Regions from separate parts of the Mus musculus genome. Here regions 1, 3, 4, 5, 6 and 7 are each linked to region 2. The links are chromatin contacts, called in public ChIA-PET and HiChIP or PLAC-seq maps. All regions are on one chromosome and are shown on one strand. Each heading gives the region's core, a stretch centred on a gene start, on an enhancer-like site or on the middle of the called end of the contact. The rest is flanking DNA. Distances are from core to core; before and after follow the strand shown.

What was found. HiChIP or PLAC-seq counts read pairs in DNA pulled down with a chosen protein or histone mark. ChIA-PET counts read pairs in DNA pulled down with a chosen protein or histone mark.
Region 1: a contact with region 2 is called in an RNA polymerase II ChIA-PET map of memory CD8 T cells, with 80 read pairs. The contact joins two enhancer-like sites. A contact is called at or near these places in 2 of 115 datasets of contacts at active chromatin or transcription factors (effector CD8 T cells and memory CD8 T cells).
Region 3: a contact with region 2 is called in an H3K27ac HiChIP or PLAC-seq map of microglia, with 3 times the contacts expected there. The contact joins two enhancer-like sites.
Region 4: a contact with region 2 is called in a BATF HiChIP or PLAC-seq map of CD8 T cells, with 6 read pairs. The contact joins two enhancer-like sites. A contact is called at or near these places in 1 of 484 Hi-C or Micro-C datasets (double positive thymocytes) and 2 of 115 datasets of contacts at active chromatin or transcription factors (CD8 T cells and memory CD8 T cells).
Region 5: an H3K27ac HiChIP or PLAC-seq map of microglia shows a contact between it and region 2, with 6 times the contacts expected there. The contact joins two enhancer-like sites. A contact is called at or near these places in 6 of 115 datasets of contacts at active chromatin or transcription factors (CD8 T cells, bone marrow-derived macrophages, large pre-B cells and 1 more).
Region 6: a contact with region 2 is called in a RAD21 HiChIP or PLAC-seq map of pro-B cells, with 4 times the contacts expected there. The contact joins two enhancer-like sites. A contact is called at or near these places in 2 of 15 datasets of contacts at CTCF or cohesin (large pre-B cells and pro-B cells) and 11 of 115 datasets of contacts at active chromatin or transcription factors (the 230-238 cell line, bone marrow-derived macrophages, cardiomyocytes and 7 more).
Region 7: a contact with region 2 is called in a BATF HiChIP or PLAC-seq map of CD8 T cells, with 7 read pairs. The contact joins two enhancer-like sites. A contact is called at or near these places in 1 of 484 Hi-C or Micro-C datasets (double positive thymocytes) and 2 of 115 datasets of contacts at active chromatin or transcription factors (CD8 T cells and memory CD8 T cells).

The regions. Positions count from the first base shown.
Region 1 is chr17:50,156,764-50,160,285 of GRCm38.p6, reverse strand. The region is part of intron 2 of Rftn1 (raftlin lipid raft linker 1); the gene reads left to right. Among named protein-coding and RNA genes, the nearest start is that of Rftn1, 32 kb to the left of the region's middle. Within about 2 kb of position 1,540, at least 94 of the 459 cell types and tissues checked have an H3K27ac peak or open chromatin away from gene starts, as enhancers often do. A contact at or near this core is called in effector CD8 T cells and memory CD8 T cells, where this site is marked.
Region 2 is chr17:50,468,845-50,472,691 of GRCm38.p6, reverse strand. No RefSeq gene overlaps it. Among named protein-coding and RNA genes, the nearest start is that of Plcl2, 39 kb to the left of the region's middle. Within about 2 kb of position 2,036, at least 294 of the 459 cell types and tissues checked have an H3K27ac peak or open chromatin away from gene starts, as enhancers often do. A contact at or near this core is called in CD8 T cells, bone marrow-derived macrophages, double positive thymocytes and 4 more, where this site is marked.
Region 3 is chr17:50,118,909-50,122,512 of GRCm38.p6, reverse strand. The region is part of intron 2 of Rftn1 (raftlin lipid raft linker 1); the gene reads left to right. Among named protein-coding and RNA genes, the nearest start is that of Rftn1, 70 kb to the left of the region's middle. Within about 2 kb of position 2,167, at least 24 of the 459 cell types and tissues checked have an H3K27ac peak or open chromatin away from gene starts, as enhancers often do. A contact at or near this core is called in microglia, where this site is marked.
Region 4 is chr17:50,068,083-50,071,662 of GRCm38.p6, reverse strand. All of the region lies in intron 4 of Rftn1 (raftlin lipid raft linker 1), which reads left to right. Among named protein-coding and RNA genes, the nearest start is that of Gm52302, 35 kb to the right of the region's middle. Within about 2 kb of position 1,337, at least 63 of the 459 cell types and tissues checked have an H3K27ac peak or open chromatin away from gene starts, as enhancers often do. A contact at or near this core is called in CD8 T cells, double positive thymocytes and memory CD8 T cells, where this site is marked.
Region 5 is chr17:50,761,520-50,765,028 of GRCm38.p6, reverse strand. All of the region lies in intron 18 of Tbc1d5 (TBC1 domain family, member 5), which reads left to right. Among named protein-coding and RNA genes, the nearest start is that of Gm41598, 28 kb to the left of the region's middle. Within about 2 kb of position 1,413, at least 73 of the 459 cell types and tissues checked have an H3K27ac peak or open chromatin away from gene starts, as enhancers often do. A contact at or near this core is called in bone marrow-derived macrophages and microglia, where this site is marked.
Region 6 is chr17:50,793,216-50,796,967 of GRCm38.p6, reverse strand. The region is part of intron 17 of Tbc1d5 (TBC1 domain family, member 5); the gene reads left to right. It overlaps Gm41598 (a long non-coding RNA gene), which reads right to left. Exons shown (of 2, transcript XR_876871.2): 2 at 3,378-3,464. Among named protein-coding and RNA genes, the nearest start is that of Gm41598, 4.2 kb to the right of the region's middle. Within about 2 kb of position 1,302, at least 8 of the 459 cell types and tissues checked have an H3K27ac peak or open chromatin away from gene starts, as enhancers often do. A contact at or near this core is called in bone marrow-derived macrophages and pro-B cells, where this site is marked.
Region 7 is chr17:50,092,446-50,095,925 of GRCm38.p6, reverse strand. All of the region lies in intron 3 of Rftn1 (raftlin lipid raft linker 1), which reads left to right. Among named protein-coding and RNA genes, the nearest start is that of Gm52302, 60 kb to the right of the region's middle. Within about 2 kb of position 1,630, at least 59 of the 459 cell types and tissues checked have an H3K27ac peak or open chromatin away from gene starts, as enhancers often do. A contact at or near this core is called in CD8 T cells, double positive thymocytes and memory CD8 T cells, where this site is marked.

The DNA of each region.
Region 1 (3,522 bases), core at 291-2,790, 310 kb after region 2:
CACAAACTTGTCACAAGCCCCTGCTGTGTGCCAGTTCATCCTGGAAAGGGCCCAGGCCTGGGTAGTATTGAAGCTGTAAGGGATGCAGCTGGGGCTGGGAGTTGAGCAGGTAGGCCTGTGTCACCATATGAGTGGACAGCCTAACAGATGATGCTCCAATGGTTGTGTGGGTCACAGTGTGCAGAATTCTCTCCACAACCCCCAGGGCTGCTTGAGCCTCCTGCAGTTGTCTCTGTTCCCACTCTTTCCCCCAGACCACTGTATGCGCGGTAGGCTGGGGATTTCTAGTGCAGAGCGAGTGCTGTGAAAGTGGAAGTTCACCCTCCCTTGCAAGGAGCACCGCCCAGAGGTAGGCTTTCAGGAAGCCCCCCAGAAAGGAGGCAGCTTCTGCTGAATTGGAGGGAGGGTGGTTCCAGATCTGCCTTGTGCTGGACAGAGCCGGGATGGGAGCATTGGGGCACAGGGTCGGGGGAAAGCTGTGCGCTCTGGTCCTGGGGTTGCTGCTGGGAGAAGAGCGTGAGTGAAGAGAGTGGATGCTGGCTTTTCTGGTGCCAAAGCTACCTGAGGTCCTAAGAGGTCTTGGGGAGATGGGGTGGGCACAGGGAGCACCTGGAGTTCACATACAGCTGAGATTTGGACCCAGGGTTTCTCCAGATGTGGTCCCCTTCTTGTAGGAATACAAAGTCTCGGTCCTCTCTCTAGACACCATGAAATGTAAAATCGTCCCTATGTGATAAATCCTGACGATGCTTCTGCTGCTTCTTCAGTTTGAGAACAACTGGGGTAGGGATTCCTCCATCTTTTGTGGAGGGGTTCATTGAGAAACTGGACAGAAGGTGGACGAGACTAAGGATTTGCAGGGAGGCTATGAGACAGAGCCGGGCAGGGCATGTGAGGAACAGGTCTCTGGGGGTTTTGGTCTTCTGATAGCTTGCTCTTAACTCAGGAGCCTTGGGGAAAGTGAGCGTCTGTCCCTTCACCCTGGTTCAGAGCTGGAGTCTGGCACTCGGAGCTCTGCTCAGCACATACGACCTCCTGCCCAGTCACACGCTAACATCTAGACAGGTGTCTGTTTCCAGTTCTGTGGCTTTCACATTTAGAACTAACTGCTCACTCCAGGGATGTTTCAGCAGGTCATGGCTAGCTAAATCAGCTTCAGATCCTCTGTAGGAGCCATTGCCTTGTTAAGGTCTCTACTGCCTCTTTCCTCCTACCCTCAGACCCCACACTTACTTGTTCTCTGCCAGGCTGACCACATCCCACAGAAATTACCTGGAGTCCATAATTAGGACAAGTATGAGTGGACCTGGCTTGCCATGCCAGGCATTCATGGGGTTAACATCTGACTAGGATGTACAAGACTGCCCAGGACTGAGAAGCTATGGAAAGGAAAGATAAGCAGGGGCGAGGCTTGTGTGTCTTGCAGGAGGGTTCCTGGTGAGAGAGGGTTTCACCATGGGGTTCTTTTAGCCTGAGCCTGGAGGACTCTGAAGTATTTGTTGAGCACCCACAAGTAAGGGAGGTGTCATAAAGGAAACCCGCAGGAAGGGGACAGATGCCTGTGATGGTTGCTTCCTAGAGAGGCAGGCTTGTGGCTTGGCTGGTGTCTGAGCCGAGGCTTCATTTTCCACATCCTCTAGGCCTACAGCCGGTTCTGTCAGTCACAAGCCATCACGACACACAGCTCTAAGGTCAGCTACACTGTGGCTTTCCTGGCGAATCCTTGTAGGTCACCTGTGTGTTGTGACAAGAGCCACAGGTTTGGGTGACAGGACAATCATGAAAATGTTGAGACCTCTCTCTCACTTTTTCTCTCTCTCTCTCTCTCTCTCTCTCTCTCTCTCTCTCTCTCTGTGTGTGTGTGTGTGTGTGTGTGTGTGTGTGTGTGTGTAAACCAAAGGACAATCTCTAGTTGTGTTCCTCAGGGATTGTCATCTTTTTTTTTCTTTTTGACAAGGTCTCTTACTGACCTGGAACTCTCCACTTAGGCTAGGAGGGTTGACCAGTAAGCCCAGGGGTTCTCCTGTTTGCCTCCCAATGCCAGGCTTACAGTCGTACATGACTCTCTGTTTGGAGAGACTACTTTGTTTACTAAGAACATGAATGTTAGCTAAGAGCCTGCCGGAGTGGGTCTGTGGCTTCCCTTTGTCACTTGTTCTAAGGTAGGGCTAGGGTTGACCTGTAGCTAAGATCTAGGAGGCCAGACATAAACTTGGGTGGGCGACGGTGGTTGGTTTGTAGTCTCAGCTTTTTAAACAAAGTAAAGTTCCCTTACTGGCTGTGGGAACTTTATGACACCTCCCTTACTCATACGTGATCATGCTCAACAAACACTTCAGGGGGTTCCCCAGGCTAAAAGAACCCCAATGGTGAAACCCTCTCTCAACCAAGAACCCTCCTGCAAGGTACAAAGCAAGGTCAGACTCGAGCTTGAGTCCAGGGAGGCATTTTTCTTTCCTAAGAATTTGCTGTGGCGTCCAGGGAGCACTGGTCTCTGAAACCGTCTGCCCCAACCAGTGCAGTTTTCAGACCACTTGCTTAGTTTTTTTCTGACCGCTTTTTAGATTCTGTATCATCAGTAAAGGGTGAGGCGGAGCGTGTCTGGATAGCTAATTTTAATTTGGGTAAAATCCACCAATGGGCATTGTGACGTTGTTTATTCCTGCCTGGTTTTGGTTCTAGTTCTAGTTCCTATATTTGCTAAGGGTCAGTTTCTGTTTTGAAGACTTATGCAAAGAGTTCAGTTGCGTGACTTGCAAGCGGAGGTCCTGGCTGGGTGTTGTGCTAAAAACAGACCTTGCTTTTAAACAGAATATGCAAATTCTGGTTCCCAAAAAGGAAATTGCTTCCTATAAAAACATCACAAGCTTGCAGATTTGGGGAGATGGATGAGGCTCTGTCGAATGACATGGTTTAAGCCTTGTTCTTGGTACTAATGTTGTCCTTCCATGATTCCTAATGGGGGTGATGAGATTAGCTTTAAGGAGGCTGGCCATTCTCAACTATCCCGTCTCCATGCAAAACTCTCAGGGCTCTGGTCCCAGCCACTCTGAATCTAGATCAAGGAGCAACAGGTACTCTTGAGTGCAGATCGACTCTGGGGTGAGCCTGTGTGTGATCCAGGCAGTCAAAACTCAAGACCTCAAGGCTCCCTTCAGTAGATGGGATTCCCTAGTAATGACTGTTATCAGTTAAAGCAAAACCAAATGGTTGTTTTCTGTAGAGATCCATAATAAAAGCAGCCTGTCATGATCATTTTTACTAAAGTGGAACCAAAAGACCAGCAAGATGGCTCAGTGGGTTAAGGCAGTTGCCGCTAAGCCTTAATGACATGAATTTAATCCCTAGGACCTATGTATTGGTAGGATAGAACCTTCTCTCTTGCACACTTCTCTCTTCCTCTGACCTCCACATGTGCACCATGGCATGCGTACACCTTGACATAATAAGTAAATAGATAACTGTAAAAAAATTAATAAACAATATTGAGTATATACAAAACAAAACAATTTTTAAAAAAAA
Region 2 (3,847 bases), core at 787-3,286:
ATGGGCTCCTCTGTACCTACCGACCACTGTCTGCAAACATCAGTTACATGTCACATCTTTTTGCCTGCCTGCCTGCCTGCCACAGTGGCATCTCAGAGCGGTCAGGAAAACTCACCTTCTTCCCACCAGAGTCAGAGCTCCTTGACCTCAGTCAATGTGCATCCTGCAAGCAGACATGGCTGAAGTTTTAACTCCAATCAATAGTTGTGGAAACTTCTTGTTATGACATCTTTTGGAGGATAGAAACAAACCATATTTCCCCCACGGAGGATGCTAACTTGCAAAGGGAAAATTCCAAGAAAAAAAAAAGAATTTTAAATTCAAGAATAGTTTTGTTTGGGTTAGATATAAAGATACAGACGTATTAAAACTTTATCAACATGGTCCTCTTAAAAGTTCTTCTGAGAAAACCATTACCCAATCATATTAGTGTGTAGGTTTTTCCACTTCTAAATATGTGATTTTATGATTTTCAAAAATCATACATTTAAAAATGCATGTACTTTGTTCTTTTCTGTGTGCCTGGGTGTTTTGCCTACACATCTGTATTTGTGCCACCTGTGTGCTTAATGTTCCTGGAGAGCAGAAATGGGTGTCAGATCCCCTGGAACTGAAGTCACAGGTAGTTTCAAGCTGCCATGTGGGTGCTCAACACGGAACCCAGCTCTTCTGCAAGAGCAGCTAGTGCTCCTGACTGCTGAGACTCCCTTCTGGTCCTCTGCCTGCTTCCCACAGCAATCCACATTTCAAACACACACACACACACACACACACACACACACACACACACACCTGTATGCACTCATATAAGTGAGATCAAAGCTTACCCTAATGGCTTTTCCAAACTCGAACTCAAGTTTTTTCTATTTTGTCGTATATGATTCTGCATATTCTGTTTTAAATCATTCTGTCCCTTCTGTGTTTGACACTGTTTTGTTTTTTTGGTGTTGGGGATCAACATACTAGGCAAGTGCAATGCATCTTAGTTATGTTTTCAGCCCTGTGTTATTCCACTGTTGTTCGATGCTTTGGAAATGCTGGTAAGTATTCACAACATTGATCCCACCACCTGTTCATAGGTCAAGACCTGGTATTTACAAAACACTTGAAAAATAGGAGACTGGTAGCTTCAGGGAAGGAAAAAGAACATCTGAGACACTTAAAAGGAAAAGAGTGGGGAGGGTCACACAAAGGAGAGTGACAAGAGAAAGCCTGGTTCCTGTCTTATGTCTTGGCCAGCTCAGAGCCTGCACTTCCGCATGCACCCCTGGCCTTCCGGCTCTGGACCTCTTCCTGAACCTACTTCCGGTTCCTGTACTCAGCTGCCTGTCACCTCTTAGTTATCTAAAGGTGCCTTTTGTGCTCTGAGATCTCTAAGTCCCTCCTGCATGCCAGTCCTCTTTCCCTGGTATGTCCAACCTAACTATAACTCTTCCTCCTCCTCCTCCTCCTCCTCCTCCTCCTCCTCCTCCTCCTCCTCCTCCTCCTCCTCCTCCTCCTCCTCCTCCTCCTCCTCCTCCTCCTTCTCCTGGAGGATTCTAGGAAACAAGACTAAGTGGAAATGATCTGGTTTTAAAAAGGTTTTGAAAACCTTGACAATTTGGAGAAGATTATGCGAGCAATGTGGTATGGAAGAACACAGGGAAAAGACTGGAAGAGCCGGAAGTTTACCAGCAGCAGGAGGCCAGTCAATAGGCTGGATCCATGCCAGCCCTAAAGGGAAAGCATTTAGACTGCCTAGAGAGAGAAAAAAAAAAGTAGGCCAGAAGAGGGATTTCTCAACAAGAATCTCAAGTTACTATCTTCATATGCTTAGACCAAGACCACGGTGAACAGATTTGCAAAGCCATGGGCCTCCTGTTAAATCTCTTCTAAATGAAGTGAAGCGCTGACATAGCTCGCTAGCGGTTGTGACCTCAGAGCAGATCAAAGCCGGTTTCCTCAGTGCAGAAAGAGCACAGGAGGGCTTCGGTGGTGAACCAGACTCTGGTTCGCGTGCAGCCAGAACAGCTTGCCAACCTTGGTTTTTACGATTTTTTTTTTTTTCAGCTGCTGAGACAGGAAATGACGTGAGGCTCTGAACACACTATTACAGCAAGCAGCTGTTCTGAGAGAACTTTCTGTTTCCAGGCCCGGCACCTCAGAATGTTGGCTTCTGTGTGGTCGGTTGTTGAAGACCAACTCTGTGCGAGGTGTTAGGTTGAGAAGAGGTGCAGCAGAGGATGCTGGAGCCGCAGCTGAGGTAAAAGTGTGGCTTTGATCTTCATGCCAGTTCCCTAAGCACGGCTTACTAACCATTCCGTCCTATCTTTTCAGACTTGAGTCTTTTCAGACTTGAGGGAACTTCATGACCTCACCAGACTCTAAGCTGCATCCTATAAATAAGGTCCTGGCTTCCCATCTCCTCTTTCTTCATCCTATATAAAAGGTTGTGCATGATCAGTTTTCTCAACAACCACAATGGAAAAAATGGAGAAGTAAAGAGGAAAAAAAAAAAAAACCACGAAAATGCAGCAGTTTGCCTTTCCCACAACTAAAATGAATGAACCACCCCCATCCCCTTCGGTGCCTGGGAGAGGAAGTACAGTTGCAAATGTTACCCGCACTAAACCAGATTAATTTTCCATTCAAGAGGAAAAGTAAGCAGCACGGGGCAAGGGAGGCAAATTGCAGGGCCCTATTATTTAGCACGTTTGAAATGAAAGGCAATACTGCTATTGAAGGCAGGCTGAGGAGCGCTCTCTTCCTCTCGCTAATATCCGCCCACAGGTTGCCTAGCAACCAAATTACATCGTGGAGAACACTCCCCAGCAATAACTGACCCTGAATTTTAATTTTCATGTTGACGTTGAAGCAGACTAAGTAAGTAAGTAAGTAAATAAATAAATAAATAAATAAGTACAACCACTCTGAAAGAGCATTCATTTTGATAACTGAGCTACAACTGTAGACTATAGGATAGCAAACACAACATTTTTTTTTTTTTTTTTTTTTTGGTAAAGACTTTCTCTTTTCTGGAGCATTATGCTAAAAAGTAAAAAGAATCTGGAGAGGCTTATTTTAAAAAATACCACGATTCCATGATTGCTTTATGAAGATCAGAATGGGAATTCTACTTAACAAAATAAACCCTAAAATCTATGAAAATACTGTATATAAAAAAAAGAAATGTCAAGTTTTAATCGTTGCTTTTTTGAATGACCTTTTAAAAATGAGAGCTAACTGTCAATGTGGATCATAAAAGACCACCCAGAACCCCGGCATCACTTCTTCATGCATGGCAGAAATAGTGGTTCACAGGAAGAAAGGAAAGGCAGCCTGTCCTGGGTTTCTCCTCAGAGTGCTATTTGAGTCCAACAGTAGGAACTGAGCATGCTGAAAAGACCTCCCCGCTGTCCCGATTGTCACATGGGCACACTTTTAGAAATGTGTTCTATGAGTTCAGAGTTCCTTTTCTCTGGGTCTGGACACAGCATGTTTATCACTTCGGAAAAGACATCCTTCTAGCCTAGCCTGAGGAGGAAAAGAAAACAAGGAACACCTCTTCTCATTTCCATGTGTGCTAAAATGTCTGCATGAAACTTAATTCCCACCAACAATACTGAGTATGTACCAGAGCAAACAGAACAGAAACAAAGGCTTGTTTAGGGTTTAGATCCAGCTGTGGAACCCCTTTAGACATCTGACCTTTTAGCTCACTGATAAAAGAAAAGAGCATTAACATTCATTTGGCCTGCAGACAGCACATGACTTTCATCCCAGAACTTGGGAGTCAGAGGCCTGTAGATCTCTGAGTTCTATGCCAACCTGGTCTACAGAATGCTAGTCAAAGTGTCTTAGGGTTTCA
Region 3 (3,604 bases), core at 918-3,417, 350 kb after region 2:
TCATTTCTCCAAGTAAGACTTAAAGAGAAACACCGCAGAACAAGGTATTCTGACAGACAGACACCACTGAGTAAACTGGGAGCAGCCTAGGCAGCTGTCCCGCCTGGCTGCTCACTGATGCCAATAGTAACCTTGACTGCGGTAGACGTCTCAGGCTTTCTTCCTTGAAAAATAATCACTGATTTGTGTGTGTGTGTGTGTGTGTGTGTGTGTGTGTGTGTGTGTGTGTGATTCCACTTTATTTGAGACTAGATCACTTGTTCACTGCCAGGCTAGCTGACCTGGTAGCCCCTAAGGATTCTCCTGCCTCCCATCTTGACATAGAAATGTGAGGCTACAGATGCCCCCTGTGTCTGCCTTTTACATAGGTTCTGGGGATTCAAACTCAGATCTTCACACTCGGGGGTAATGGCACTATCCACTAAGCAATCTTCCCGGCACTCACTTCCTAGTTTTCTTCTTGCTTTCTGCTGGCTTCCTTGCTTAGCCTGTCCCTGCTCAGCAGCAAACACTAAGGACATCTCAAGGTTGTGCGTGGCTCCCACGCTTGTCTGCCGGTGACGAAGGTTCTCAGACTCTACTCTCCAGCCAGAGCTCCCATTGGTGCTGTAACACAGCATCATCTCTGCCGTGCCACAAGAGGTGCTTGCAGCAGTAGGTGTGACCAGAACCACGGAGCTACAACCGCCACTGTTCGGTGCAGGCCAAGATCTCAGAGCTGACTTGCTGTCTCTTTCACTTCTCAGCCATTTTCTTCAGAAAGGACTTGAAAGTAGAACAGGCAGTGAAAAGCAGGCCCCGGATGGTCTCTCAGCATTTGCTAAGCACTGTGCTGTAATTCTGGGGTCTGTACCAGTGCTTGTCCTGTCCCAGGAGCACCTTGACACACGTTAATTCCTCCCTGGTATTTTATATTGTTTAATGAAATTAGAAATTGGTCAGATGGAGGAAGCCACCTGAGGCAGCACACGTGGAGGACATCAGACTGCATCATGGGGCAGCGGGGGGAGCTCTGAGAAGGGCAGCGCCCTGTGTCCTGGTGGAATAGAGGCTGACGTCCCCATGTCCCTTTCTGATGATGGCTTCACTTTATGCTGTTTGTGGCCAGATGTTTTTTGGGGGTTAACTTCTCTTTTCTCTGCCATAGCTAAAGACAGACTTGTTCTTTGACTTAAAATGTCTTGCACAAGGGCTCCAAGGAGGTGTCTATGATACCTTAAAGAGGGAAGAGAACTTCAGGGGTGAGTCCTCCTTGGTAGTGCTCAGGAGAGGAAGGGATTTCCTGGGTGAGGGAGGAAACAGGGCAGGCTTGAATTCTGACTTCTCCATGGAGACATTTCCTCTTTGTGTGTTTAATTTTACAAATCTGGGATGAGTTTGAGGTAAACATGGGGTGTGGTTAGCCACCTGATACATCTGCCATCTGTCCTTGCCACCCCATCTCTCCCTCCCCCTGTGTTCTGTGGGGTCTAAGTGTTTTTTATCTTGCTTTTACCTCTTCATGTACTGGCCTCCGGCTGCTGAATATTGGTTCCTCTTAAAGGACAGTGCCATTTCCTGGATCCAACTCACTCTCCTGCATTCTACTTACAGAGCGTCCTGTCACCTTCTTCCTGGAGACCCTGCTGTAAGGTATTGCAGAAGCCATTATCAAAGTCTGGAATCTGACAAAGAAGCTACCACCCCCTCCCCATGCCTTTTCAGAGTTTATTGTTCAGTCCTGAAGATCTAACTAAGCTCATTTTGAGCTCAGCTTAGAAAAGAATTTTGATTACTCTATCTATCTATCTATCTATCTATCTATCTATCTATCTATCTATCTATCTATCAATTTGGGGGCTCATTTATGTCATGGCACATGTGTGGAGGCCAGAGGACAACTTGCAGGAGTTTCCTCCTTACACCATGTGGGATTGAACTCAGGTGGTCAATCTTGGCAGCAAGCTTCTTCACCTGCTGAGCCATATTGTTGGCCCCACTCTACCGTTTTACAAAGGGTTCCAGAACAGAAGGCCCATGGCTTTGACTGAGGAGCGAAAGACCTGTGTATGAACTGTAGATGCTGGTTAGGTCTGGACTGAAATTAGGCAGAAGGAACAGCACCCTGACATAGGACTCTGTCTGACCTAGAGATAGTTTGTGAGACAACTAAAACTATTAATAGCAATGACTCGCATGACTTTGGTGGCTTCCACAGAGCAGCCTGGGGACACAGGCCCAGTTCCTCTGCTGCCAGGATGTCATCTGACTCCCTTCGCATCTAATGGGATAGGAGCCATGCTTATCTGTCTACACAAGACTGAGGCAGCTCTAGATTTCCCTTCCTCCTCCTGTCATCAGATCCTTGTCAGTGATGATTTCATTTGCTCATTAAAAGAATGGCAGCACTACGCATGTAAAACAGCAAACAGGGACCTTGATGGGTGGCCAGCTATTTCTGATTTACTGTTCTGGGATTATTTCTTCTTCAGTGTATTTAACCTTTTCTCCCGCCTGAAGGTTTCCTTCTGGCACCTTCTGTAGGGCTGGATTGGGAAACACAAATTGTTTAACTTTGTTTCTCATCATGAGATGTTTTTCTTTCTCCTTTGCTCTTCTGCGTGATAGTTTTGCTGGATATGGTAGTCTGGCCTGGAATGTGTGTTCTTTCAGAACATGCAGAGCGTCTGTCTAGGACCTTCTGGTTTTCAGTCCCTAATCAAAAGTCAGGTGTTAGTCTAATGGGTCTGCCTTTATATGGGAGTTGATCTCTTTCCCTTGCAGTTTTTAATATCCTTTCTTTATTCTTTGCATTTAGCGTTTTGATTATGTATTTCGGAGACCTATTAGGCACCTGTTTCTTTATAGATGGGGGAAATTTTCCTCTGAGGTTTGGCTTAAAATATTTTCTGTGACTGTGAGCTCGGCCTCTTCTCCCTCTATAGCTGTCATTTCCAGGTGTGCTCTTTTGAAAGTGTCCCGGATTTCCAGGGTTTTGTACCAGAATTTTATTAGACTCAACATTTTTTTTTTGACTGAGCTGTTTCTACTACCTTGTCTTCAAAACTCGAAATTCTCTCTTCCACTTCAGTCTGCTCATGAGGTTCTCTGAGCCTTATGTCTCACCTCCCCAGATTTTTTTCCAGTCCTATTTCAGCCTGGCTTTCCCGTTTCTTTGTGAAACTCTATTTTCATGTCTGGAAATGTTTGCATTATTTCATTCGACTGTTTGTGTTTTTGAGAACTTCATTAAGACGTTTATTCATATCCTCTTTAAGGTCCTTGAACATATTTCCTAATTGCTATTTTGGAGTCCTTGTCTCGTGCTTCAGCTAAATTGCTTTCCTTGGGGTCTGTTGCAGTAGGGGTGGCAGGCTTCTGGTGGAGGTTGTTTGTGACTGTGTTTTTTCAGCTGTTATCTGGAGTCGTGGTGTTTGTAGTGTTTCTTGGAGTGGATGTCTTTGTTGGGTGGGTGTTCAGTTCTTCGGTTGTCGTTACCTCAGTCTTGTCAAGTTGTGAGTGAGCAGCAGAATGATTTGTGGTCTTGAGTCTCATAACTCCTCTAGGGTTTAGGATTCAAGCTCTGACAGGCCCAGATTGAAGTTGAGGCTGGAGTTCTGGGTTA
Region 4 (3,580 bases), core at 88-2,587, 400 kb after region 2:
GCATCTAAATCTATGGGGGACATCTCATCCAAACTGTCACACTATTCTAAGACAAGAACAAAACAAACGAACAAAACCTTTCCACCTGTGGAATGTTGACAGGCAGGCAGTAACCCACCACGGCTCCACAGTCTACTGTTTCCTGCTTGTAAAAAGCATAAAAGAGGAAATGATTCCCTCTCTATTAAAAAATGGTTCTCACTTTAAAAATGGGATGAGGGTAGGATTAGGATTCTGTATCTTGCACTCACACATGTGCTCACGTGCGCTCACACACACACACACACTACAGAGCCTATACAGACTGGCTGGTTTCAGCCCTGACATATTCAAGACATTCCCTCTTTGAAAGAAAAAAATGTCTGTAGAGTTGTTAAAGAGTTGAGTTTATAAAACCATCCACATATAATAACACTCTGGATTGCCCAGGAAAGGCAACAGGAGTTTGGGCAGAGGCTTATGTCCTTCACAAAGCCAACCCAGCTTCGTTTCTGGTGTCCCTGGGTGCTGTGGCTGGGTCTCTGTTGCTAGGGTGACCACCATGGCCTTGGATTCCCCCTTCCCTTTTAATTTTATCTATTTCAATATGAAGATTGTTCCTTCCCCTCTGCGGTTTCATTGCTACTTTGGCTGCAGCAGATAAGTTTGACAACCTCTTTCTCCCCTCCTCAGCTCTTCCTTCACCACCCTTGAGGCCTTCGGCATCTTCATAGCTGAGACATATATAGTGTTAAGGGGTGCAGGGGTGGGGGAGGGGGTGGCAGTGGGCTTCACTTGATTTCACTGCTGTGACCTGCAGCAGGACTGGTAGGGTACCACCCCACTCATTTCTTACAGAGCAGTCTTTCCTACCTCTGTTTACTCTAGTATTTCTTATTGCTTTTAACTTATGTCCTATTTATTAATTTTATTCATTCATTCATTCATTATTCATTCATGAATGACAGTGGTTCAGGCTTCCCTGGAACTTGCTCTGCAGACCAGACAGGCTTTGAACTTGCAGAAATCCTCCTGCCTCGGCTTCATAAGTGTTAGGACCACAGGGATATATGTAGCTCCTGTCTCCCTGTCAGCTCTTGAGTCATTTGCTATTTTTGCTCTCTGGGCTACTTGCCTTGTGTTGCCTCTCTTCTCTGTGCCGATGGCAAGTTTCTTGGCACTTGGAGGAAGGTAAAAGTGACAGCCATGTGTTTCTCAGGCTGGCAACTCCTCCTCCTTGGATAGGAAGGAGTTGAAAGGTGACACCAAGAAAGAGAAAGTGCAAAGGGAGGCCGTGAACAGTCAGTATCTTTGTCCTGTAACTCAGAGCCTCTCTAGTCAGCATTTGGGCGGTTGGCAGTTAGTTCAGTCAGCCCTCCCTGGCAGTGGCTGGGTTAGGTGTCACATCACACGTACCCACTTGATAACTTTGCAGCATGCCGGTTACAAATGTTTGCTGTTACCACCAGTGGGGGCAGGGAGGAGATAAGCGATACATATCATTTCTATCGGTATGTCTGTGGTCTTTTGAGAAGATGGATCAATCGTGTTTTGAGTGCTAATTATGCACTGTCAGGGAATACATGTGGGAGCTGGGGGCGGCTACAGTGGTGCTCAGCCCCCCCTCTGTGAAGCCTCCTGTCTGCCAGGCATTTGTCATCTAAAAGATAAGTGGAGAAGCTGGTGCGAGGGCTGGGGTGTCTTCTCAGTGGAGTGAGTTGATCCTGGCAGAGCTTTGGCTGCCTGCTGCTGTCTCCCCAACACTTGAAGCAGTCAGTCTTGTAGCTGTTGACTCGGGGTCTCTTCTGAGAGTTCTGAGAGCCAGAGCCTTAGGAGCTCCACCCCCTGTAGGTTACCCTCTTCTCATCTCTTCTTCTTTTCCTTTCTTTCTTTTTCTTTCAGTTTTTAAATTATTCCTCCTGATACCAAAGAGGTCAGGGATTAGGATGCTGGCCCCGGTTGGGTCTCAGTGGCTCAGACCCTTATGCATGAGCCTCCTGGGCACAGCTCTGTCTTCTTTCTGCTCTTCATACAGCCCTACCAATATTTGTTGGTTGCTATTTTTAACGTATTTTTAATCTATTCTTTAACAGATGTCATCAGAATTCAATGGGTTATTCTTTTCCCAATTTTTCTTTCTTTCTTTTTTTTTTTTATTTAAAAATGAGCACTGCCATCAGTCAACTGATCTGTTTGTGAGAGAAGTCTAAACTTGAAGTGATGCAGCTGTTACATCAGTCTTGACTTCTGTGTTTCAAAGAATGAAAACTAGGGAAGTTTGTCACCGTGGGGGTGGCACTGTGACATACAGAAGGCGAGAAAACCGAAGTCACCTGCTATCACACATGCAGCTGAGAAATGAAAGAAAACGGAATAAAGTTCCATGTAACTCACTTCTAAATCCACACCTCCAGCGGCAGCCTGTGGCTGCTTCCCCACATCATTGCAAAGGAAATGGGGAATAGGGATGGTAATGGGGACAGGGATGTTATTCTAGGGGTAAAAAAGAGATTGTTATGCAGGATATTCGAAGTAGATGTATAAAAGTATGTGAAAATATAGAAAATTTTGAAAAAGAAGTTATTTAGATGCATTCCCCGTAGAAACGGTGTTTGATGGAACTGTTCATTGCTTGGTGTAGAAACTTGACTTTCAATGACTCCCTGTTTTGGATATGAGGCAGTTGTATCTCTAACTGAGCCGCTCCCTAGAGGGTGATGGGAGCCTCTCTCTGTGCTGCCTAAGCCTGGAGCTCAGAGCCTCTGTGCCCGTTCTGTTCCTCCTGTGCCTGGGAAGGTAGGTACAGTTCTACCCTTCCGTCAGCCTTGAATAATACATCATCATTAATTCATGCACTGCACATTTGTAACTTGCGATAAACAAGAAGCAAGTCTCGGTTTGCCTACGAGGAGTTTCCTGAGCCTATTAATAGTGTAACCCTCAGTGCAGGGCAGTGTGTTTATCTCACGGGCATCCACCTGCATCCGCAGTTTGGATGCAGCATGGCAAACTGAGAGCCTAATGACTTTCCTCATAGCCCTGAAGGCCCACTCCTGAGGAACATTTGCATTCTCTTTATTTACATTTCTGCATCTCTGAAGGTACTGCTCAGCCAGTCTTTTATGGAGGGTTTGGAGGTTTCCTTGAAGAAGCCACTAAGTCACTTGTGGATACAAATTAGTGAGGGTCTTTGTATTTCAAAGGAAGTTAGGTGGGGTGTGATGACTCATGCCTGCAATCCCCCACCTCAGTAGGCTAGTCTATGTGAGAAGCTGCCTCAGAACACCAAGGCAGGGAAGGAGGCTGGAGTTGGGGAGGAAGTAAGAGAGACAGAAAGGTCTGATAGCATGTATTTACCACCTAAGGATATTGGTTTATAACAGTAACAGCCATTTGTTTGCCCCAAAGTCTTCAAGTAGGCAGAGGGAGCCACATTCCCAGTGGTGGGATACAGAGTTCCCACTGGGTGGCATGGGACTGGGGTCTACCTTCAGGGCATGGTACCCTCATCACTGGAAGATGGATGCTGCTTGTTACTCGGCCTACTTAAACCATGACAGACCCTAAAAGAAGAAGGTTGAAGTTCATGGAATTTGTATGA
Region 5 (3,509 bases), core at 164-2,663, 290 kb before region 2:
AAATCCAGATAGCCCCTGAGTGGATGCATGCATGCCACCCACCAGGAGCACAAACCGGTGTAGCATAAAACTCACCACTACAAGGTTATATGTTTGTATGTACATATGTGTAACATGCTTAGGGATGCTAGAGATTGAAGTCAGGTGTCCTCCTCACTCACTCTCCACCTCATTCACCTTATTGTTTGAGGCAGGGTTTCTTGCTGAACCACAGCTTCTTGACTAGAAAGGAATGGAAGGGAGGGCCTTTTGCCCATCTGAAGGACCTGCTTCTCCAAGTTCTCTGAGTTGACTTCATAATTTGTTCCGCCTTTGCTCGCCTGCCACTCTCCTGTACATGCACGCACAGAATCGCATACGCACACACGCATGCACACACACATGCACACGTGTGCACATACATAGCAAAACACCAGTTTGTCTAGACTAGTTGGCTAGCAAGCTCCAGAGATCAGTGTCCACATATAGTCACCACTGGATTGCATCACACATGGCTACAGCTGGATGAGAAGTTGATGCAGGGGTCCAAAGCTGGGTCTCTATGCTTGAGGCATTTCCCCAGCCAACCCTTTTGCTTTTTAAAAATGTCTTCCCTAGTATGTTGTTCACATAATAATCTTATTTTCTTGTAAATATATAACCCCATATCCTTGTAGAAAATCCAGAAAAAAAAAAAGTATAATCCCACCATGTTTTTCAAAGTCAAGACTACTTAAAAAAAAAAAAAAACTTATACATTGCAATCTTATTTTTCCAGTTAGTCATCTGTTGTATGTCTGTGAATTGTCCATCAACAGAATATTTTTAAAAAACATGCAGGGTTCACGTGAGTATATGTGCTGTCCTTGGATGCCTGACTAATATCTTCAGTTGCTTTTATGTATGCACATGGTTCCCTGGGGTAATGTTCTAGGAGTACATTGCTAGTACAAAACAACAAAAAAGTAACATTTATAAAGCACTTGTTAGGCCAAACTGTGTCCTTTATCAAGACTCTCCAATAATCCAATCCCCTAAGAATTACAGGCCATACTAAATAGTGTTACCATCTTATATTTGGGCTCAAAGAGTTGCTGACTCGTTAAAGCCCTAACTATTGTATGTGACAGGCCTCTTATACACTAATGCTAGGGCTATAGCGTTCATATTCCAGCTTGTTCTCCAGTACAGCGGCTGAACTGCTTCACACACCCATACCCTGTCATTTAATGCAGTGTAATATGTAGTCATTGTGTTCTTGTTCTATTTTTCCTGATGCTGTCTTCCAGGGCTATTGCCATATGCTTCTCTGGCTTGGGTTTCATTCACACCAAGTGTGTGTGCGCGAGTGTGTGTGTGTTTTACCCTGTGTATACCACAGCTTCCTCAGAGCATCTGCAGCCTTCCTCCTTCTCATCAAGACTTTCCGTTTCCTGTTCTTCCCACTTCTTGTTCACCCATCTGTTCAAGCAAGACTGGGCGCCTTTCCTGTCTCTAGCTGCTATTCTTGGCTGGTTCCTGCTGCTGCTGTCAGTGTTGGCTCCCATGTCTGCTTATCTTGTGATCTGAGGACACTCTTAGAAGCTGAGCAGAGCCCACCCCAGGACCCTTCTCGCCCTGTTTTGCTGCAAAACTGACAGTCACTCTTGTCCATAAGTGACCCTCAAACATGGTCTCCATTAGGGACAGTGGGAACAGCAGACTATGTGTCAGACCCTAGCATCTCACACATTACTGGAAGGAAGAATGTGAGAGAGGGGTTTCTGCCCATCTGAAGATCCTGCTCCTCTCAGTTCTCTGACTTGACTTCATTACTGGTTTTTCCTTTGCTCACCTGCCACTCTCCTGTACATGCACACAGACACTTGCATACACACACACACAAAACTTTGTTGACTGGATCCTTGTTTCCTGGAACATGCTTTTCTATCATTGCTTCTGATTCCTCCTCCTTCAGTACCTTCAGAATTCTAGAAAACATGCTCTCATTTCCATGCATCCTCCTGCATCTTCTCCAGAGCTTCCTACTCCTTTCTTGGCTTTAAGAACGTACAGACTGTATCTTCCTCTAAACTCATAGAGGCCAGGAGCCCACATCTCAACTGTTATTGTATTTTCTGCATGGCTTAACACAATGTAAATGAATGTATTTATTAATCAAGTTGATAAGGAAGTAAATAATAAATCATAAAACCTTATACTATTTAAAAAATATCAAAAAGGTACTGAAGGTATATAACTAACACCTGAAAGATGTATTTTATAAACAACCAAATTGCATAATATTCAGCCAACTTAATGCCCCTGTAGAAATGCCTTTCTTCTTTTAAATAAGGTCTCACCATGTAGTGCAGGCTGATCTTCAACTGCCAGCAATCTTCCTGCCTCACCCTTACAAGCAGTGGATTTGAAATGTACTACAATGATAAACCATTTCTAAACATTTTAGAAAGGAAATAGTTTAGTGAACCACTAGAAGTTAGTATCTCCATTACAGTTGGTAAATGTGCATTAAATCTTTGCTAGGAAAGCGTAGAACATGAATGTGAGTCCATCTAGGGAAGACATGGGCGAGCAGCCAAGGGATCTGGTTCTTGGTTGGCTGCCTAACCTGGAGCATATACTCCCAGAGAATATGGCTGACAGGAATATCTGTCAGTAAATGAGAGGATCTGCCACACAGGTTTGTTGTGAAGAGTAAATGGATCCATACATGAAAAGCTCATTGTGAGGGTCTATATACGCTCAGCCCATGGAGTGGCACTGTTAGCAGGTGTTCTCCGTGGTGGAGTAGGTGTGGTGTCACTGTGGGCGTGGACTTTAAGACCCTGATCTTAGCTGCTGGAAGCCAGTATTCTGCTAGCAGCCTTCAGATGAAGATGTAGAACTCTCAGCTCCTCCTGCACCATGCCTGCCTGGATGCTGCCACACTCCCACCTTGATGATAATGGACTGAACCTCTGAACCTGCAAGCCAGCCCTAATTAACTGTTGTCCTTGTAAGAGTTGCCTTTTTATCTGTTCACAGCAGTAAAACCCTAAGACACTCATTGTCCAGTTTATTTAATATCACTCTCCAAAAAGTTAGATGCTAGCTTTTTTTCTTTTCTAGTAAAGTATCCCCTGCCCTCTAACTCTTACCTATAAGGCTTCCAAATACAGTTTGCTGTGGTCTGTAGGTAGCCCAGCCTCGGGTGTCCAGTTCTTGCCTTATATATGGATTTGCTCTTCTAAACGTAGGACAATGCTGGATTCTGATGTCCCTTATTGATCTTTTGCCACATGAAGTTTAGAAACCAGAAACTACTATTTTCTGACAGTGAATCATAAATTTCTGTTCTTTAAGCCAGTTTCATTGTTTTAACTTAATTATGTTTTTAAAAACCGAAAAACTATATGACTTGACTTATTGAGTGTATGTCCTGGCAGGAATCTCCATGCATACTCATCTCCTTCTTCCATCATTTCTGGCAGACAGAGGTGTAAAGAAGAATTAAAGAACTTGTCAAAGTTATTCAACTAGAAAATGGG
Region 6 (3,752 bases), core at 53-2,552, 330 kb before region 2:
TATGCATGTATTATATAAAAGCTGAAGAAGAAGCAAGCCTACAAAGTCATAGGCTGTACACAGGAATCCTGGAGACTTTTAAAAGACTTGCTTTCTTCTATTTAGTAACCACGAAATAGCCTTCGACACTGCCGTCTCTAGGGGTTAGTCTGACGGCTGTGACTGGTAATTGTTGAACACTGCTGCCCCAGAAACAGAAGAGCTGGAGGGACGGCAGTGTCTGGGTGGCTCTCCTCTCCTCTCCTACTCTTCCTTCTGGGTCACTAAGACCTGCTCTCCCAGCTCGGTTTTCTTTTCTATATGCCCATCTGGTTCTTTCTTTCTTTCTTTCTTTCTTTTTTTTTTTTTTTGGAACACTGCTTTATTATAAGCATTTACTATGGTTTCAATTTAATAATTGCCTATAATAAAGGGATGTAGTTCACAGATGCATTTGAAAATACATGTGGTAAGTTTGAAATATTTTCACTAGGTAACATGAAATTAGAGCTTGCTTAGGTCTTTCCTATGAATTTCCTTTAAAGTTTAGTTTAAAAATATTTTTTTTTACATTGGAAGAAATCAGTTTTGAAAAAATATGCCTGTTAATAAGTGTTATATAACTTCCATATGAATAAGTCTTTTTTAGAAGATATATTTTAAAACATACTAATATTTGTAATGCCATAAAAATCTCCTCAGAGAAGTCCTTTATACTTTTATACTGAGGTTTCCAATCCACAGTATAGTAGAAACTTATAGTAGGAACTTGTGAACTTTTCCTTAGTAAAAACAGACACAAACTCTCCACTGGAAACATCGTTTTAAAGACATTGCTTACTTTAAAGACACGTCAGATGTTTATCTAAGTTTCCACTGTATTTTCTGTTCTATAAATTTTAATAATTCGATAAAATATTATAATATTGAGTATGAAAGGCAAAAGGTTGTCTATTTTCCTTTATCATATCTAATTATTTTTTCTTATGAAATCTAGGCGACGTAGTTACAGGAAGCGATGCTCAGGTTTCTGTTCCTGTCCAGGCTCTAACTGACCTCCAAGGTACAGTTGCCACCTCCCTGTCTACCATCTGTCTAATCACCCGTCTGTCATCTATTTATCCATCCTCTGTCTCTCTCTGTCTCTGTCTCTCTGTCTCTCTCTCTCTCCTCCCTCCCTCCCTCCCTCTCTCCTTCCCTCCCTCCCTCTTCTCTCATTTGTTGGCATGTACTGCCCCACCCCATTCTGGCCACTTACAGTGTCACAACTCTCTCCCAAACCCAGTTACTGGCCCTACTCTCCATTCAGCACACTGGTCCACTACCATAGTTTGGCCACTAAGTGGCACTGTTGTGTAAAACAAAAGTTCACTCTTAGGGCCTACTTTGGTGGCATCAGGCCTTGTGGATTTTCTGTTCACAGTGAAAACTCTTTTTCTTTGCCAAATATGATTCAACCTATGTTTGAGGTCATTTGCAACGTTATGTTCTGTAGGATGGCTGACACAAGGAAGGACTTTTGTTACTGGATGAATTGTTTGTAACAATATTTGACGAATTTGTTGTAAGATCTGTTTCTGTGTTTTAACTACCCATATTCCACCTAAAAAATTACCACTTGTCTTTTTCACAACCTGATTTTGAAATATTTTAAGTATTGCCTTCATATTAAAATTTTTGCCATACGATTTAACCAGTGTACAATGTAACCACCATAAATAGTGAGTCATAACAGTTTACAGTCAAAAACTAGCATTTTAATATTACCCATTAGTTTAGCTTAAGAAGTAAAAGCTTATCCATTTTCAGTACTTCCCATGGGATTTTAAGACATAAATATTTAAGATTACAATCATTAATCTTTTTCTTTGCACCTTTTAGTTGAAATACATTATAATGAGAATATTTATGTTACATGGAAGTTTAGAATTCAAGATTCTTTCATTCAAATTCAAGCTAAAATGAGAATAATAAAATAGTAATTAAACCTCATATCATGTTTGGCTTAATTTAAAATATTCATATGCATATAATAAACTAATCCTATTTATATTAAAATACTCTCCATCATTTTTCTTTTATCAAGATTTTATATTCAACAGTAATTATGGAACAAGCCAGTGTGCCTGCTGCAGGGCACACTGTTTTGTTGGCGCCAGGGTTCCCCAGTGTCCCTGCCTTCTTGGATGTTACTCTTGCTGTAGGGCTCTAAGACAACTCAGTCAGAACTGGCCCTTTGTCTGAATGTGTTTAGAATTCCCTTTGCCCCCACACTCTGACAGAGAGTTTGTCAGTCCGATAGAGAAGGTTCCAGCCACCGTGAGATGAACCTGGGGCAGAGGGAACAGGAGATGCTCTGCATCCCCTGAACTAGATAAGCCACTGTTTCCCTCAGCTCACTCACTGTAGCACCTGTTCATCTCATTGGGGTTTTTTGAGGAAAGAAAACCACAAAAATATTATCTGTAGGACATTACAGGAGCATAATACTATTTCTTCATTCTCTGACCTTCCTTCCAAGACATTTGCCAGCAGAGACTCCTAAGAGATGCTTGACAAATAACTTCCATTGTCCTAGAGTCCAAGGGACACAGCCATTTGCTTTGTGTGTTGAAAGGAAAAGGGAATGAAAAAAGGATAGACTATATCCAGACATGGTTGTGTCTGATCCCAATAATGCCTTTATGTGAAGTTAGAACCTCTGCATATATAGCCTATTCTAGGAGATCCACTCAATAAGCAGAACATAGCCTGGATTTCAGGGCACCATAGCAATCTGCTTCATATCTAATATAGTACACTGGTCCATACAGCTCTAGGACACTGCATAGCTTATACCTACATCCTGAGAATACCTAGCCCTCAGTTGAGTGAGGGCTGCGAATTTACCCTAGCAGGCCATGCCAGTGCTAACATTCCTTCTGAAAACTCTTCAGCTCAAGGCAACACTGTTCTGGAAGAAAAGGTTTTCAGAAGATCTCTGCAGGGAACTTCGTACAAAGACTGCTTTCTAAGTGTTGGTGTTTCCACAGTAACAAAAATATTATCAAGCTAGTTTACATAGTTAAGGAGGAAAATAAAACATTATATAGAGAGGTTTAATGCCACATCCAGGATTCAGAAATGTAATTATTTATTTTGGTATAGTTTTTAAGCTTGAACAAATCTGTTTGACTTATGCTAACACACACTAACACACATACCCCACAGGTCCTTGAACTAATGAATTAATCTTCTTGAGTCCCAATCTTGTCTTCTGTTGAGCTCTTCATTGAGTGGTTAGGATTGAATGGAATCAATCCATGATTGATCCAATCCATCAATTGGATGGTTATCAACAGCACAGTCCTGTTATAGTCACAATGTCTGTTTGATATCTTGTTCCTCTTTTTGATGACTTATTACTCAGGTAGGCAACCCTAGGCAGTGTGGGTACAGGAAAGGTAGGAGAAAGATGCACAGTGCTCCTCTCACACATTTGAGATCTAGAAACACAACATTTCTTATTCTGATTATCATTTATTCATGGAAATCATTGATTGATACAAAATGGGATAGGTTAATACGATTTTGTTCTTTGATAGTGTTATAATTTCTTTTAAATGGAACAAAGTCCCAATGGATTATAATAAAATTTACTTATATGTCACATATTCCTTATAAATGAATTAGATATATATGATTATGCAATGCCCACCATGTGCCTTCTTTCTGAAAGTATCCAAGGCAGCTAACATTTTACAAAATCTGATAGATATAACTGTTCACAACTC
Region 7 (3,480 bases), core at 381-2,880, 380 kb after region 2:
ACCTCAGCTCTTAATAAGAGGTTGGGGGGTGTGGGGGGGGCACAGAGTGAGTTTAAGTACCACATCTATTAAGATCTAACTTGAAATGTAAAATTACCGAAAAGCCTTTTTGAAACATACACAGCCTTCCATTATATTTAAGAAGGAGCCTCATTTCAAGTGGACATCTGTGCCTTGAGATGCCAGCTTTAGTCATGCAGACTTCCTGTGGTCACCAAGGATAATGCTTGTTCCACTTGTCTCTCAGCCCCTCGGTGTTCTAACGGCTTGTTTGTATGCTTTAAGGCATATGTGAGACATTAGTGTCTCATACAAGCTTTTCCTTAAAGGAGATGTGGTTAAAATCATGTAGAGACAGTGAACCCAAAGGAAGCCTCAGGGTCAGACTTGTGGTTTCTGAGGAAAAGGTTTGCTGCTCCAAGTGTGGCTGGTGGGACAGAAGTGTCAGCATCTCCAGTCCAGGGTCAGCATCTCCAGTCCAGGGTCAGCATCTCCAGTCCAGGGTCAGCATCTCCAGTCCAGGGGCAGCATCTCCAGTCCGGGGGCAGCATCTCCTGTCCAGGAGCAGCATCTTTAGGGAGTTCCTTCAAAATTTCAGGTTCTCAGACACCCCCCTCCCCTTATGTAGAAACAGCATCTGCATTTTGGTAGACTCCAGATGAATGGTGGGTACATTCAAGTGTAAGGACAGAGCTAAGCATACGTACACATTTGCATCAAAGTTGGTTGTGCTTAGTTTTTGAAAACAACTTTCTGAATGTCTAGCCTACATGTATGTTTGTACACTGCGTGTATGTGCAGGGTCTGTGGAAGCTAGAAGAGGGTGCAGGGTCCCATGGAACTGGGGTTATAGAAGGCTGTGAGCACCCAACCACATGGGTGCTGGGAACTTGGAACCCAGGTTCTATGTGTGAGCAGGAGGTATTCTTACTATCAGAGCCATTTCTCCAGCTCTGGGACTGATGGGACTTTAAAATGCAAGCTCCCCTCTGAGTTGCACTGGACACATTTCTTCAGTGACCTCATTGGTTGCTGCAGATATAGAGTGTTTTGGTCCCCTGTCTCAGGCAGGTGCTGGGGTGTAGGTGGGAGAAACTAGAAAAGCAGAAATAGCAGCAGTCTTGAACATGGAAACTGTAATTATGTGCAAGCTGAGTGACTTTCTGTCACTCAGCTGACTGTGGCCCATAAAAACACCTGGGGACCACTCATGGGTAGCTATCCTTTCTATTCATGCATTGCAGATGTGGGACTTTTCCTGAACCAGCAAATGTTAGGAAGACTTGATTTTACTCAGTTGTTGTGTTCCTGATAAGATGCTATTAATTATGCATTATTAGGAACATTCTTTCTTTTCACTTTCTGTGTGTCTTTCGTGAGAGGCTGCAGGAGTCCGAGAGAGAGAGCAGGCCTCTTCCTATGGCTGTTCCCCATGGTTTCCTCTGGTTTTTTCTGTATCCCAGAGGGTTGAGAGAAAGGATCTTCATTTACCTTTGTGGCCTTTCGAGGCAAACAACAAAGGCCTTGAACTAGTTGTGAGTTGTTAGGTGGTTTGTCTAGCAAAGAGGCAGCCCTGACTGTAAGCTCTGAGACAGGATGTGGCAAGATTTTCTCTAAAGTCGCGGTGTAGTATGTTGATGCTAAGCTGTAACAGACACTCACTTGGCAGCACACAGCTCCTTGAGAGTGTGTGGCGACAGTGTCATCATATCCAGAATGTTCCTATAGATACCCAACCTTTATGACAGAAGTAAGTATCTGCTGGGGGCAGGGGCCAGGGACATCAGAAGGGGCAGTAACTTGGCTGGCACATTTTCCATCCCGCTTCCTCCTGGGCTCCCCTGGTGCTCCTATAGCTGCAGTCATTAAAGATCCATGGCGCTCGCTCTCGTGTTCTCTCTCTCTCTCTCTCTCTCTCTCTCTCTCTCTCTCTCTCTCTCTCTCTCTCTCTCTCCATTCTTTTCCCTCTCAAGCATTTTTAAACCTTCAGCGTAGTGTTAGGGGAACTTTGAACTCCATTGCTCTCATTTCATAATCCTCTTTTTCCTGATTATTCCAGAATTATCTTAGTAACAGCTTGATTTATTATCCTCCCTCAAGCCACCAAAGACAGGGTGAAGAAGTGCCTAAGATGTCTCTCTTACTAACTACTCTCTCCTTGGAAATCTTTCCATTCTTCCTGCATCACACTGTGCCACCAGCTTAATCTGGTGCCATCTTGCACTTCCTATTGGGATGAGGGGAAACTCCATTTGTTCCCTATCCACTGCTTTAGGCGTCAGTGGCAGCCCTCCCCAGGGTCATTCTATCAGTGAGTTAATCTATGCATCTGCTACCCACTACTGGCATAGCTACGTAACAAGTTCGCCTGTGCTCATGGCTCTTTGCCAGACAGATTTGTATTTTATCTTGTTCCAACTGTTTGTTTTCTAGCCAGAACTTTGCCAATCTCTATCCTCTATGGCCCTATGACTAATCTCCAAACAGTCTTAAAGACACTGCTCTTCTGCTCCTTGATTTAAGGAGTAAGTAATTCCTGATCCTAGACAATAGAAATAATCCTCACACTTCTGATCGAATACAGATTGTTTTATTAATTATTTTATTATTAATATTTGTATTCTTTATTAACGTGTGTGTGCACATGTGCATGAGTGTGAGCCTGCCTGTGCCCATTTGTATACGGAGTACAGAGAGACCAGAGGCATTGGATAATCCCTGGGCGCTGGAGTTGGGTGCTGGGAATTGAACCCAAGTTTTCTCCCAGAGCAGCAAATGTTCTGCTGTCTCCTAAGCCATCTCTCCAGCCCTTGCGTTGTCCTTTTCTTAAGGGCGGTATCTGACTTGATGCCACCAACCCCAACTGGCTTACTCTTCACTGCTCACTTAGCCTGCGTCTTATATAACCCAGGCCCACATGACCAGGGATGACGCTGCCCGCAGTGGGCTGGGCATTCATTCCCACATCAGTCATTAATTAAGAAAATGTCCTGGCAGAGCTGCCTACAAGCCAATTTTTCGTTTGTTTGTTTCAATTGAGATTCTCTCCTTTCAGATTTTAGCTTGTGTCAAGTTGACGAAAGATAACCAGCACAGATCTATTACTGGCTCATTTCTTTCTCTACTATTTAAAAAAAATAGCTAATCTGACCTTGCTAATTTAACCTGGTGTTTTGGAGGAAGAGAGAGAAGAAAGGATTGGCTGGAATGGATGGGTGTTAACCTCTCTTCCTGTTTCCCAGGGATAAAGCATTTGTTTTAGACAACTGACATTTACTAAGTAACTTTTTATCTGACTGGGGAAGTGCTCCAGTCTAAGTTGTTTCTTGTTTCTGCTTCTCGTGATTATTTCTAAATAGAGAAAAGATGACTCTGCTGGCAAGCTACACAACCTCTTGTTCTTTTTATGGCTGAAATGTAAGCTTTGCCTGCTGGCTTAGGAAAGAGGGAATAATTTAGATTTATCTTTGAAATGACGTA